Linked DNA regions of Sus scrofa: all the other regions are linked to region 1. Evidence: chromatin contacts called from public promoter capture Hi-C data. All regions are on one chromosome and are shown on one strand. Each heading gives the region's core, a stretch centred on a gene start, on an enhancer-like site or on the middle of the called end of the contact. The rest is flanking DNA. Distances are from core to core; before and after follow the strand shown. Region 1 holds the start of C17H20orf27 (UPF0687 protein C20orf27 homolog). Region 2 holds the start of ITPA (inosine triphosphate pyrophosphatase). Region 3 holds the start of FASTKD5 (FAST kinase domain-containing protein 5, mitochondrial).

Evidence for each region. Promoter capture Hi-C pulls out the DNA fragments that hold promoters and counts their contacts.
Region 2: a promoter capture Hi-C map of fetal skeletal muscle shows a contact between it and region 1, with 2.9 times the contacts expected there. The contact joins the promoter of ITPA here to the promoter of C17H20orf27 in region 1. A contact is called at or near these places in 1 of 5 promoter capture datasets (fetal skeletal muscle), 2 of 47 Hi-C or Micro-C datasets (embryonic fibroblasts and fetal skeletal muscle) and 2 of 2 datasets of contacts at active chromatin or transcription factors (alveolar macrophages and skeletal muscle).
Region 3: a contact with region 1 is called in a promoter capture Hi-C map of fetal skeletal muscle, with 3 times the contacts expected there. The contact joins the promoter of FASTKD5 here to the promoter of C17H20orf27 in region 1. A contact is called at or near these places in 1 of 5 promoter capture datasets (fetal skeletal muscle) and 1 of 2 datasets of contacts at active chromatin or transcription factors (alveolar macrophages).

The regions. Positions count from the first base shown.
Region 1 is chr17:31,941,713-31,944,412 of Sscrofa11.1, forward strand. It overlaps C17H20orf27 (UPF0687 protein C20orf27 homolog), which reads left to right and starts at 1,316. Exons shown (of 6, transcript XM_021077382.1): 1 at 1,316-1,503.
Region 2 is chr17:32,473,567-32,476,266 of Sscrofa11.1, forward strand. It overlaps ITPA (inosine triphosphate pyrophosphatase), which reads right to left and starts at 1,261. Exons shown (of 9, transcript XM_021077577.1): 1 at 1,117-1,261. The coding sequence starts at 1,182.
Region 3 is chr17:32,519,290-32,521,989 of Sscrofa11.1, forward strand. It overlaps FASTKD5 (FAST kinase domain-containing protein 5, mitochondrial), which reads left to right and starts at 1,336. Exons shown (of 2, transcript XM_021078352.1): 1 at 1,336-1,457. It overlaps UBOX5 (RING finger protein 37), which reads left to right and starts at 1,323. Exons shown (of 6, transcript XM_001925847.5): 1 at 1,323-1,457.

The DNA.
Region 1 (2,700 bases), core at 66-2,565:
AAATTAGAATTTTTAAAAGTCCCATGTGGGCTAAACAAAACATGTCTGTAGCCTACTTTGGGCGGTACTGTCTGCCAACTTTAGACCTTGAAGTTGGGTAGTGAGAAAGCATTTGGCAAGAGTGGATGAGAGTGTAAATTCTCCCAAAGACCGCGCTGGAGGGCAGCATCTCAAACATCAGAGCATCACCCAAAATGATGCTAAAAAGTTTAAGGGTCTTCTGGAAACAGTCCCAGAGCACGGAGCATTTTAGAGCAGGGGAGGACTGATGGAAACAATAGCTCAGGAAGATTAATGTGCCAACGGTGTTGACCAGAGACCAGAAGATAGGTTAGTGGCGACAGGGATCCAGCGGAGGGTAGGAGCCTTGAGGGCTCCGCAAAGGCACAGACCCCGGTCTTTCTGAAAGGAATCTAATCTAACCCGTATCATCTTTTGCCTAGTTATGTTGGAAGGGGGGGTCCGTTCCCCGCAGGCACTTTATGGACCCCGTTCCAGGCAGCGAAATGGGGGGAGTGTTGTTCAATTACGGGCAGGTGGGGCAGCGGCTAGAACCCCTAAATGTCCGAGGGCCACGTTTTCGCTCCAGGCTCTGTGCAGGCGCCCACATCCCACCCATCCCGCGGCGCTGACCTAGGCGCATCCCTTTGCCATGGCGACCGCCTCCATGGAGACCAGGAGGCTGCGGTCCTCCGGGACGCCTGCACAGGTTCTCCCAACCCCCACCCCGCGTGCCTTCTTTGTTCTGATGCTTATCCAGGCTGACAGGGCTCCCAGGACGCATCTCAGGTCCTCGCGGGTGCGCTTCCTCCGAGGCAGGGGGATGGGACGGAAGAAACCAGTGTATTGCAGAGCGGGAAGGATGAAGGGTTCCTCCGCTCCGGGACAGACCTTGCGATGTCCGTAATCGACTGCTATTGCAGGCTCGGAAGCCTAGAAAGAAAGGCATCTTCAAGTGCCTGACCTGGCTCTGAGTCCCGCGTTACGGCCGCTTAAAGGAGCCGAGCCTAGAGAAAGCCCCTTCCAAGTTGGGCGGAGACGGGAACTGCAAACTCCGAGGCTGAAAGTGAACGTGGGCAGGGCCTATTCAAGGCGCTTCTTCCTTAACCAGTCCCTGCGGCATCTTGGCCTCTAGCCAAAGCGGGCGGCCCAGCTAACTTCATCGCGAGAAGTCGCCGGGCCCTTGGGCATGGGTTTGTACAGCGCAGCCGCAGGGCCTTCTGCAGGTGACGCAGAGGCGCATCGCCAGTTGGCGGTTCTCTGGCGCCCGCTTATTGGTTCGAAGCGCCCTCGCCCCACCCCCAAGGTCGACCAATGGGAGGAGGTGGGGGCGTGCCCTTGAGGAGGGCGGCGGCGGCGCGGGGCTCTCTCCTCGTGTTAGGCGTTGAGCCCCCGCTGCCGCCGCGACCGCCACCGGTGCCGCCTTTGCCGTTGCCTCTGCTGCCTCTGCCCCCGCGGTCGCCCCTGCCCGGCCTGGTCCGGCGTCGGGGTGATCCCTGCAGGGTGAGACTGCTCCTCCTTTCGACACCTTCCGGTTCTGCCCCGCTCCTGGAGATCCCCTCCCAGCGAGCCGCTGTTCTAGGTAGTCTGTGCCTGAGAACTCATCGGGCTGGGGCGGGAGGTCTCCGTTGTCGGGGCCCGGCCAGGGAGGGCTCCTTGACACATGATCTGGGGGGATGTCAGGCTCCAGGGCCGCAGGTGACTGTTAGCTGCTAAAGCTGAAGTGCTTTCCGTGGGGCGCTGTTGGGGGCACGTGTGATACAGTGGGGGCGGGAGCCTAATGGGGTCAGCGCCGTCATTCCCCCCCTCATTGTCACCGCCTCGCTGTGTGACCTTGGACGAGTAGCCTCTCTGAACCTCTCGTGGCCCTGCACCTTCAGGGAAGAGGACGGTGATGTCCAGGAGTACAAGCTCCCGAGACTACTGCGTCAGCAGAGGTGAGGGTGGGGACGGCACAGGATTATCTCTGAGGGACAGAGCTGCCGCCTCACAGCCCCAGAGTGTGATGGGGGGCGGGGGGTGTTCAGACGCATCTCTCCACTTAGAAGAGGAGGATGAGGTAGGGATGGGGGCACCACACCCACGGGGATGGAGGCAGGAGAGGATACAGTTTCCTATCCCCAGGCCCCTCTGGTGCTTCTGGGAGCTTGGCCCCACCATCTCCCCGTTGTCACAAAGCAGGAGGGGTTCCTTTAGGTTCTGGACCAGTGTTCCTGTTCGTGAGCAAGGACCCTGGTAGACTGAGAAGGGAGGCCTTGGGTTGCTTTTCCTCCTGAATCTTGCCTTTGAGAAGTGTGGATAGAGGTTTCTCTGCCCAGGGAGCTGAAGAAAGTCAGGGACAGCTGTCACCCCCAGGACCTGGTCTGGCCTCTACCTCTTGGGTTTCAGGTGAGGCAGGCAGTCTAGAGGCTAGAGGGGTCTAAGTATCCTCTAGCTGGGGCCTTGAGGGATTGTGGGGAGGAAATGCTGGGAGGAGAGGGGAGGGGAGCACTTCTTGGGGAGACAGGAGGGTGTGAGATGGTGAGAGTCCCTTCCTCAGTTCACGTCTGCTCCACTTGTTTACTTGTCTTTGCAACTTTGGCCTGCTGGAGGGAGGAGGAAGTGGAACCACATCGAGACCGAGGCCTGTTTTTCAGCCCTCGTTCTAGGTATGTGGGCCACTGTGTGCCCAGTCCTACGTGAGGTTCTAGAGTCAGCAGG
Region 2 (2,700 bases), core at 11-2,510, 530 kb after region 1:
TAGTTAACGAATCCGACTAGGAACCATGAGGTTGCGGGTTCGATCCCTGGCCTTGCTCAGTGGGTTAAGGATTCAGCATTGTGGTGAGCTGTGGTGTAGGTTGCAGACGTGGCTCAGATCCTGCGTTGCTGTGGCTCTGGTGTAGGCCAGCAGCTGCAGCTGCGATTAGACCCCTAGCCTGGGAACCTCCATATGCCGTGGGTGTGGCCCTAAAAAATAAAGAGCTGATGTCTGGCAGAAGCCTCACTGCCTCCTTCACCAGGAGGGAAAAATGCAGAAAGATCTCAAGTGGAAAAAGGATGGGCATCCAGAGAGAACTGGGACAAATAAGCCCCTCCAGAGGGACTCCTAAGATTCCTCAAGTCCTGTGGACGGCATACCTCTGAATTCCCACGTTGTCACCTGATGGTTTACATGAGCTCCCTGTGTCTACTATTTGCAGCCAAAACTGTTCCATCAACCCCCAGAATCCTCACTGCTAGCCACAAAGTCTAGCCTTGTAGACAGGAACTTTGGATCTATTGCGTCCTTCACTCCTCCTCTCCATTGCGCTGTGAAGCGGAACTCCCGCATCGTTCCCATTTCACAGATGAATAAACAGGCTGGGAGAGGCTAAGGACCACATTTTTGGACCGTGGAGAAGGGTGGATGGCTCCGTTTGGATGTCTGACCCCACGGCATGTCCAGCCCCTGCCAAGTCCAGGCCAGCAGCGGGGTCTGGATCAGCTGCAGAGGGGTATCGGGGTTCCGGTTTGGGAATCTAACTTAAGAGGTGGCTTTTGGAATAGGACCCCACCTGGCTCCTGAAGCCAGGTGATCTCCTGAAGCCCCTGAGATCACAAGCCCGGATTCTAGCAAGGCCAATCCCGGGTCGTCCCTACCCAGCACACGTGACGGTCCCACTACGCGCGGCCCATCCCCTTCCAGGTCCAACCCAACCCATTCCTCCCGGTCCAACCTATCCCTCCGAGTCCGACTCTCTCTGTTCCCCCTCCGCTCCTCCACTCGCACGCTTCGCTCCGCCTGGAAGCTCCTTCTCCGCCCTCTCCCCAGCCAGCCGTGCCACACGCAACCCCCCAGCCTCCTCCTTGTAGGCTTCCCACACCCTCCCAGCACCTCCTCTAGTTTCTTTGCGTTCCCCGTGACAAACACGATCTTCTTCCCGACCAAAGAGTTCGCCATGGTGAGCCGCAGCTCCCTCGCGGACTCACCGGAAGCTCCTCTGCCCCGAGTAGCAGGCACTTCCGGCTGGTGGCGGAAGGCGGTGGCCCGGTTTCCGGCCTGGGGTCCCGGGAAAGCACCGTGGGGATTACTTTCTGTCTCAGGGGTGGCTGCGGCGGCAGTCTGGGAACGTCCGGGTCGGGAAAGCAGTGCTGGGAGCGCAGAGCTCTTGCTCAGACCCCGGGTAGCATAGCGCCGTTTTCCGGATAAGCAACCTGGGGCGTGGTCCCCTTGCATCGGAATTGCTGGGGTCTTCCCGACGCTGAAGGTTGAGTATGCCGAGACCAGACCCTCCCGTCCGCCAAGGGACGCTCTCCTCAAGGCGAGAAGAGACTGTTCCAGCCACCTGCCCCATCCCTGCTTTCGCCCCTCTCTGGGAGAAACAAATTACCTCCTCGTGCGTACCCCGAGGCCGGTGATGAACTGCAAGCCTGGGCTCTGGATGATTCCCCTTCACCGTGGACACTTCCAAAGCTGTCTCTGAGAACTGTTTCCTTCTAGACAAAGGCTCCCAAACACGGATCTTTATCCTGACTTCACCTTCAGCCCCGCTCCCTTAGCTCCTTCTTGCTTGCCATCTCTGATCTACTTGATTGTGATTTTAAACTTGGCATAGCCTAAAGCTAGCCCGGTCTCTTCACCCATCTTCCAGACTTGGGACTTGAGTATTTCATCTCCCTTATTATCTCATGCCTCCAGCCCTCAAGTCATCGTTCCTTCTCCGTAGCCACCTTCTCAGCCAGATCTTCTCATCCCTAACAAAGCAAAGAGTAGAGAGTGCCCCCCTAGACCCTCTGTGTCATAGGCCTTGACCCACTGCTAACACCCTCATTGGGCAATTCAGCCGTCTCTTTCCTTCATGGACTTCAGCAGTCAAGGATTAACATTAAGGGCAGATTCAGGGCCAGCTCTACTGCTGAGGCAACTCCTGTCAGGAGTATCATGGGAAGTCAGGGATAAATTATTTTGGTGAATGTTACAGACCTCTGATAATCTCGATGAATTTTTTTTTTAGACCCCAGAATTTGTCCTCTGCTAATATCCAAAAAAAGAAAAAAAAATTCCTTTGTTTGATGACTTTACAATAGTGTGTAAGTATTGCAAAGGTCAAAAGGCATTACTGTGTCCTAAGGCAGGTCCTGAAGTTTCCCATTCTACCACGTGATCCCTTTCGACTATGTGATTTGGGAGGTTCCTTGGAGTAGTGGTTAGATCAAGGAGTGGTTGCCCTCCCTCTGTATCATGTGTCTTCCTTCTTCCTGAAGTCATAGTTAATCCTCAGGAAGGTGGAGGGGCAGAGGAGGTTCCCCTCAGCAAAGCTGACCTCCAGACTGTTGAAAGCTTCGGCTACAGCCTTGGGCTAGGAGGAGCTTGCCGGGAACAGAGTATAGCACCTCCATGTATACGGAGTACCACAGACAAGTACCATATATTATGGTCAACACAATGACCCTGGGAACACTGGAGGCTAGGAGAACC
Region 3 (2,700 bases), core at 86-2,585, 580 kb after region 1:
CAGATTTTTATGATCATTCCTTTGCTCATCCTCATGAAGCTCCCCAAGCAAGAATGTACTCTGCTACAAGTAATGCAGCCTGAGTTACAGGACCTCAAAGAGTGGTTTATTCATCCTCACCTGATAAAAAGTCTGAACATAGGCATCAATAGTGTCACAGGGCTTGGTTCATTAAGGACCTAGACTTCTTGCCTTCCTACACTATCTGTGGCACATTGTTCCCTCTTTACCACAAGGCGGCAGCCACAGCTCTGTGAAGTGAATGAGGCAGCAGCACTGTATCATGAAAGTAAAACCTTTCCCAGAAGTTCCACAGCACCGTTCCCTTTAAATTTTGTGGGCTAGAGCTGAGTCATAGGCTCTTCCCACTTCAAGGGAGGCTGGGAAATTGAGTATTTGGCAAAGACGATCAGGATTGTTATGGCTGCCTAGGAGCAATTACGGTTCATCTCATCTCCTGGGCGCTCTGGGTTCTGACGGCAAGGACAGAGTCATAAATCGGCAACTCCCAGTGTTTGCCCTGGTCTGGCCCAAGTGAGAGAACCCTCTCCAAGCAGCGGTGTCCCAAACAGTGTCCTCCACAGAGCTTAGGTATTGAGATGCCAAGCTTGCCCCTCCTTGCAAGGAAGTGTCCTTCCTACAATTGATTTTGTCTCCCCATCAAGATGGTTCCCTGGAGGAAGCACCATTTCTCAGGTTCCCTCAGGATGGGCGGACCAGCAGCCAAGGCACAGACAAGGTGTGACCACCCTGATCAGCAGTCTCCAGTGCGCCTAGGAACGGCTGTCTGGGGTCAAGTCCTCCTGGAAAGTCTCGAGTGTCTCTTCCTTGCCTAGCTGTCCATACCCACTCAGGAGGAAAGAAGGCCCCCGCCCCCGCCCCCGCCTTCTTGGGGAGGTGGAAGATCACCTGGGTTCATCTGTCAAAGCTCTGGCCTCCTTATTCAGCTCCTCACATCCATTTCCCCTAACAGGGTAATCTTCTATCCATCACTAACTCTCCTCCTGAGAGCACTTTGTAGATACATCTCTATTATAAATGCATGATTACCTCATTATACAGATGAGAAACTTGGCTTAGAGGATTTACGTGACTTCCCCAAAGCCATAAAACTCTCAGTAGCGATCTGAGATTCGAACCTGTGTTTAGGCTATTCGGTAACTTCCAGAGCGGTCCATCCACGGTGGTGTTTCCTCTCCTCAGGTCTTGGATTCCCCTTGTCTCTTCAGCAACGTCCTTCCGCAGAATCTCTGGGAGACGCTAGGGAACGTCCCTGGGAAACGCTGAAAGAGTTTTGAGCCTTGGCCGCACCCGTCGCTCACGTAGCGGCCGGAAGTAGCGGGCATTTGGCCGGAAGTGGAGCTGTGAGGCCCAGGTGTAGCCGAAGAAGTGGCCGCGGAGCCGCCGTCTGCGGGAGTGGGGTCTGGTGTTGCAGCGCCGGCGCTTGCCAGGCTCAGGTGAGTGGCGGCGGCCGGGGAGGAGGTCGTAGCGGCGCTCTCTGCCGACGTGGGCCTTGGCCAGCGCCTCTCGGCACCGGGCGTGCGCGGAGGCCGGGCGCGGTGCTTCCCGGCCCAGGCTGTCGCAGGCCCGGCTTTAGGGAGAACATCGGCGACCCGGAGTCCTGTGACCTTGCCCAAACGTCTTACCAGAACCTCGATTTTTTTTCCCGCTATGAGACGGAGGTAATGGCAGTACTCGCCCCCCTGGTCTGTTGTGAGAATGTAGTGAGATGCTCAGCGGCTCCTCTTACTATACTTCATATGCATGCGCATCACCTGGGGATCTGAAGATTTTGATTTTGTATGTAAATCTGAGATGAGGCCTGCGATTCTGCGTTTCTCACCAGCTTCCAGGTGAGGCTGAGGCCACTGCTCCGCAGCCCGCGCTTTGAGCAGCAAAGGCCCCGCGATATTCGCTTAGTACCTGCGACAGGTTGAGTCTTAAATAAATATCAATACAGTGTATGCACTTAAACCCATTTTTTAACAGTTTCTGATTGCACAAGCCTAAGGGTGGTATTTTTAGCCCTCTTCCTTTTTTTCTTTCTAGGGATAAGAAAAACAACTGTCTTTTCTCCTTCCATACAAATCATGACACAGCTCTTCTGTCCTGACTCATGGAGCTTGGGGCCCTCTTCATACCAGTTATGTTCATGGGCTTCCTCAGGTGATGCTTCACTGCCCACTCACTTGGACTGTGGAGCTGGAGCCCAGCGCTTTAGCACCAGCATGGCTAATGTTTTGTGTTTTAGTAATTTGCTGCTGGAATCTGAACTCATGTTTTCTGCACTTTGCTCACACTTTGTGAATGATAAGAACAGTCACTTTTCCAGAACGAGGTTCTGTGACTCCCTAATGTGAATGGCCTTGGGCAAGCCTGAGATGAAGCTGCTGCCTGGGAGACCAAAATGAAAATCAGAGACTCTGTGCTGCATAATATATCTGAGGCCTTTGGCAGTTATGCAGATTTAATTTATTTGTCAGTGTGGCTTTCTGCCCCATTCATTGGTTTATTTTTTCTGGTCCCCAACAAGGCTCTGCCATTCATCATGCATATAAGTCAGCTTTGATACCAAGGAATTCTGAATACTATGTGGCCTTGCAAATCTAGGAAAGCAGATACAACCAAATGTTTGGTTATGCTAACAGTGATAGATATTTGGACTGTTAATTTGGAATTTTTTTCACATGATTCTGGGTG